Regions from separate parts of the Mus musculus genome. Here region 2 is linked to region 1. The links are chromatin contacts, called in public promoter capture Hi-C maps. All regions are on one chromosome and are shown on one strand. Each heading gives the region's core, a stretch centred on a gene start, on an enhancer-like site or on the middle of the called end of the contact. The rest is flanking DNA. Distances are from core to core; before and after follow the strand shown. Region 1 holds the start of Nxph4 (neurexophilin 4). Region 2 holds the start of Ikzf4 (IKAROS family zinc finger 4).

Region 1 (2,729 bases), core at 156-2,655:
TTCCTGTGTGTCTGTTATTTTCATATCCCTAGGCTTGTCTTTCAGATTGCCTGTGTGTGTGTGTGTGTGTGTGTGTGTGTGTGTGTGTGTGTGTCCCTGTGGGTATTTGCCTCTGTCAAGGCAAGAGGTACTTTGGGTACCTAGCTGTTTCTGTATATCACTGTATGCTACTGTGTGTATAAATCATGTGTGTCCGTCTCTGTGTGCTTATGTGCCTCTGTGTATGCTGGTCTGTATGTGAAGTGGCCTCACTGCTACAGTGTAGCAGGGTACTATTACAGTGGGGTAAGACTGGAGACACACCTTGGGATGTGTGTCTGTCTCTTCATCTCTTTGCATGGTCCTATCTCTTGCTGTCTAGGTGTTGGTCATACTACCTACTCAGCCTCAGACACAGCGCATAGCAACAGCTGACAGCTGAAGACTCCCTGGGTAGGGGAGAGAGAGAAAGACCAGTGGGAGGAGGAAACACGAAGAAACAGCCCTGAGGATGAGAACAGAGACCGTGCTGGAGCTGGGGACAGAGAGAGACAAGGACAGAGATAGACAGGGAAGGGGACGGGATGAGAAGAGCTGAGAGTGGAAGATGGGATTGTGGGAGAGAAAGCACAGGGCTCGTACCAAGAGGGGCAGAAGGCACTGAGGACTTCCTGCCTAGCACCAAACAAGGGTGCTCTGGATCAGGCCAGGGTCAACAGTGCGGATCAGGGGCTAACTTAAAAGAGCCGGTTTAGCCAAGGGGTCCGGGGGCCGCAGAGGTGCCGCGGGGCGGGGACAGGGCGGCGGGCGCCGTTTGTCAGCCCTATTGACAGACGTGATGGGGTTTCCGTCCGTGATCAATGATTCTCATCTCCAGGCCGAATGAGCCGCGGGGCGCCCATCCATCCCCGTCAGCGCCGCGCTCAGTGCTAGTCGCCCGAGGCCCCGCCCGCCCTCACCTCGGTCCCTGTCCGGATCACTGCCCTAGACCTACCTCTGCCAGGATTATAGAAACACCCCCCACCCATCCACCTCGGGCATCACAGGACAGGGTCCTGCTGCGTTCCCTAGCCTGTGTATGGGAACTCATGCTCCGCGACGACCCCTTCCCGCTCACAGTTCAGGGCCTAGAGTCCCACGCCCTATTGTAGCCCTCATCTGCCCCAAGACCTGGCGTCTTTGGGGTGCTGCTCCCCAAACCCCTTGCCCCTCTCCAGCTTCACACCTGAGCCAGGGGTGTGTCCAGGGTGTGTCACGGTGAAAGTCACCTTCCTTGCCCCCAGCTGGGCGGGAGGGGGCGCGCGGGGCGCGGCCGGGATTGGAGCACCGCGGAGCCCCGCCCCCCCACCCCGCCCGCCCGACTCAGACCCAACTTTCTCCCCCGCCCGCGCCCCGCCCCCAGCGCCTTGCTCCGCTCCGCGCTCAGTCCGCGGGCCGAGCCGCCCGCTCCCGCTGCTCGCGCCGCCGCCCTCTGCCCGGCGTCCCTCACCCTGAGCCCAGTCCTGCCGGACTCGGGACCCGCCCTGCCCGACCCGCTCGACCGCTCGGGAAGATGCGGCTGCTCCCGGAATGGCTCCTCTTGCTCTTTGGTCCTTGGCTCCTTAGGAAGGTAAGGGTGGCAGAGCCAAGGTGCGGGGTCCGGGACACGAAGAACACTGCATGCCAGGGGGCTCCGCGCGTCCGCCCCGCCCCCAGGACTAAGCGTCCCAACTTTGTGCGTCGTGGGGGACGTGGACAGACAGACTGCCCGCTTTAGGACTGGCATGCACCCAGCAAGTTGGCTGAGGGTTAGAAGAAGGTGCAGGGTGGAGGCCCGGCTCCAGTCGGATTCAGGCGCGACGGGGGGAGGGGACGAAGCGCGACCCGCGAGTGCGCCAGACAGAGAAGGAGTGCGAGACAGACAGACAAGCCAGCGGGTGTTAGCCTAGCCTTCTTTCCGCACCTACCTCGCTTGCCTCCCTCTGTCTGTCTGTCTGTCCTTCCACCTCTCACCCTCCACCTTCCCATTCCTCTTCTCCTTGTCACAATGCCAGGTAAGCTCTGCGATCCGAGCATACATTATCCAGGCACACGCGCTTACACGGACCCACACCAGCAGGGCTGAACTTGGCTACAATCTTCCATCCCATTTCCCGCGGAGACACCATCTCCCCTGCATAACCTCACAGACACACCCCCCTCTCACGCCTGGTGGTTGTTGTCTGGGAGGGGAGTCTCTCCTTACATCTCCTTCCTGCCCCCACCCTTCTCACTGTCTCTTTTCCTGGGGTTTCTGGGTGAAGACCCAAAGGCTAAAAGGGCCCAGAGCTCATCCTGCCCGACTCTTGCCTTGAGATCTTCAGCCCATATGGGCTCACAGTGCGGACATGGAGTGTATGGGTTAAAACCAGCCCTTGTATGCATGTGTCCAGGGAATCCAGGCACTGGGACCCAAGGTGAATGTCTATGTTGGCATGCCATGGTGGAGACATTGTCTTTGCATGGTTGATTGTGCCTGCTTCAAAGCACTGCCATCTATTTGTGCCCTGAAGTGTGACCCACAAGGGTAGTTTAGACTCTGCCCCCAACTTCCTTTCTCAACTATGACCTACCCAGTTTAAGGGCAACCAGTTGGCTCCACAAGCCCTCACTCTTGGACCTCAATCCCCAGTCTTTAAGAGAAACCAGTAATTCTCCTCCAAAACGCTTGGACCCCAGGCCTGGTGTGGTGTCCTCATAACTACAATAGGGTAGACACTGCCCCAGTGAGC
Region 2 (2,729 bases), core at 123-2,622, 1.1 Mb before region 1:
AAGAACCCATTTTTGACCTCCATCCCTCTCCTGGGCTGATCCGAAAGCAGAGAGTTGTCCCCAGTGTCTGGTTTTTTACTGGCCCTTTCTCAGGTCACCGCCTCCCCCACTGGCCACCTGATAAAGAGAGGAGGCCTCTCGTTCTACTAAGGGATGTTACCATCTCATAGAACCTGATTCTGAAAGCACACGCCCCCCAACTTCCTTTCTAAAAGTACAGATAATTCCCATGGGAAGAAATGGGGGAAACGAGAGTCCACTAATTTACAGCACAGATTTCCACCCTACCCACCACAGACACTGAAAACAGAAACTGAGTTGCTCAAATCAAATGGAGCAGAGCTTATCCTGGTGCCCTGAAACATTTAAGAGAACCTGAGGAGAGAGAGGTGCAAGGATTGGCAGCCCAAAGTTTCATGGCCCCTCCCATCCCAAATTCTTGGAATCAGAAAATGCAGTCTTCCAAAGTAGGTCAGCTCAGCAGTGAACAGTTCCTCTGGAAGGAAAGCGAGCAAGAGCCTTCTCCTGATAGAGGACAGGATTCATCCAGGACTCCTGAAGCCAGAGCCCCAGAGGCACGGGAGAGAGGGAAGACAGGGAGACCCAACCAGGGATTAGAAAAAGCTCAGGGTCCCAGATCTCCACTAGTCAGTGATGGGAAGGGGGATTGTCAGAAGGAGAGGCAGATGGAAAGGAGCCTGAGTTTGCTAGGGGAGGAGCCTTCTGCCACTTCTAGATCCTGGAGGCTGCCCCTGTGTCCCGGGCCCCATGACCTGTGGGGCCTTGGCTTCCCTAGCTGGCAGAGGATTGGGCCTTCCCTGGGACACCCCCTTCCTCCTCCCCACAAGCCTGCGGCTCTCCTCTCTCTCTCTCTCTCTCTCTCTCTCTCTCTCTCTCTCTCTCACACACACACACACACACACACACACACCACACACACATACACTTGCCCCCCTCTCAAGCATTTGTTTTGTAGCTCCTCTTTGTCTGTTGGGCAGGAGGGCAAACACATCTGCCTACCCTCCCTCTGCACCCCCACTCCCTGTGCACCCCCATTCCCACCTCTCCACTGTCTTGGAAAAGGGATGCTGTAGCCTAGCGCGCGCGCGCGCACACACACACACACACACACACACACACACACTGGTACGTTTTCTCCTGCCCCCTCCCCAAGCGCATCCACGCCTCCCTCCCTCCCTCTCTCTCTCTCTCTCTCTCTCTCTCTCTCTCTCTCTCTCTCTCTCTCTCCTGTCTCTCTCTCCCTCTCTCTCCCTCTCTCTCCCTCTCTCTCCCTCTCTCTCCCTCTCTCTCTCTCTCTCTCTCTCTCTCACACACACACACACACACACACACACACACACACACACACATACACACGAGGCTCTCAGCACATACACCCTGGGCTGAGCGGTTCTGCCGGCTGCAGCCGTGGGCCCCTGCTCACCGTGCGGCTGCCACTGCCTGCGAAATGACGGCGGTTCCCCTCACTTCCAGGAATCCACGCTTCCTGGAAGGTGAGTGGCTGGGCTCACCCCTGCCTGCCACCGAGACGCAGACATGCACACACCACCCGCACTCCCTCGCCGTTTCCAAGGCGGCGGCCGCGTTCGCACCCCAGGGTCTCACCGGCAAGGGAAGGATAATGTAAGTTCAGGCAGAAGGCGGCTAGCGGAGGGGGGGTAGGGGGGTGATGGGGCTAGGGAACCAATTCAGTAACAACTCCCAAGCCTGAGGAGAGGGAGAGGACGGGGGCTGTGTGTATAGCGGGGGGGGGGAGGGGGCGTTCCTCCTTACACTTGGGGAGGATGGGAAAGGGTGCTTGGTGTTGCTAAGCGAAGACCGTGACTTGGACAGTGGGAGCTTGTGGTGACATCTTGATTAGGCCTTGGGGACAGAGGTAGAGCAGCCAGGGGTGGAATACCGAAACAGGCCTGGGTGGGAATGGAGAGTAGAAAGACCTGAGATGGGAAGAAGAGCTTTGACGGCAGATGCTTCAGCCTGGAACCGACATGTGAGGGGCCTCAGCCTCCTGCCCACAATAGAGAAGAGCCGGGGGTGGCAGTCTTTCTTTGCTCGTGCACTGACTGGTCCCTGATAGCAGGCTAGCATCCTGCCACCTGGAGCCCATGGTCAAGAAGAGAAAGCTGGAGAAAGATATCCCTTTCAGAGAAGTGCAGCGGCTTGCAGAGCTCCAGGCTATTCCCCAGAGGCAACCACTCAAGGGATCCAGGAGAGGGCCGGTCTCTTTCGGTGTGTGAGACCGCTCAGCTTAGTGGGACTGCTCCCCATCCCTTCCCCGCCTTTCTGCCCTTTCTCCACCTCCTAGTTGCTTTGCTGTGGACCTCACGATTTAGCTTTGCTCCCAGAAGGTTCAGCCAATCTACGATGGCTTTGACCAAGAAAATGTCTCTGATACCTGAGAGCAGCCTTAATTCTTGGCTTTGACAGTCTGAGATTTCTTGGAAGTCCCAGGCATTTGAAATTCCCTCACTGGGGTTTCCGAGGCTGAGAGGGGAAACGAATGAGTTTCCCAAATCTGACTTTGTCCCCGTCAGCCTCAGGCTAGAAGTCTAAGTCTCTGGAGCCTCACAAAGACCCTCTGGCCTTTGACAGAGATTCCTTCTTAGATTTTAGTGCCATGAAAGTAGACTTGAGTGTGTTTTCCCTCTTGCCTTTATCCTAGGGATGACAGCAGCATCAAAGAGCCTCTGGAGTTACTGGTGCGCCTT

Evidence for each region. Promoter capture Hi-C pulls out the DNA fragments that hold promoters and counts their contacts.
Region 2: a promoter capture Hi-C map of embryonic stem cells shows a contact between it and region 1, with 6 read pairs. The contact joins the promoter of Ikzf4 here to the promoter of Nxph4 in region 1. A contact is called at or near these places in 2 of 39 promoter capture datasets (both in embryonic stem cells).

The regions. Positions count from the first base shown.
Region 1 is chr10:127,533,235-127,535,963 of GRCm38.p6, reverse strand. Nxph4 (neurexophilin 4) reads left to right here and starts at 1,405. Exons shown (of 2, transcript NM_183297.2): 1 at 1,405-1,588. The coding sequence starts at 1,532.
Region 2 is chr10:128,644,636-128,647,364 of GRCm38.p6, reverse strand. Ikzf4 (IKAROS family zinc finger 4) reads left to right here and starts at 1,372. Exons shown (of 8, transcript NM_011772.3): 1 at 1,372-1,644. The coding sequence starts at 1,558. Gm26876 (predicted gene, 26876) reads right to left here and starts at 1,481. Exons shown (of 2, transcript NR_152728.1): 1 at 1,445-1,481.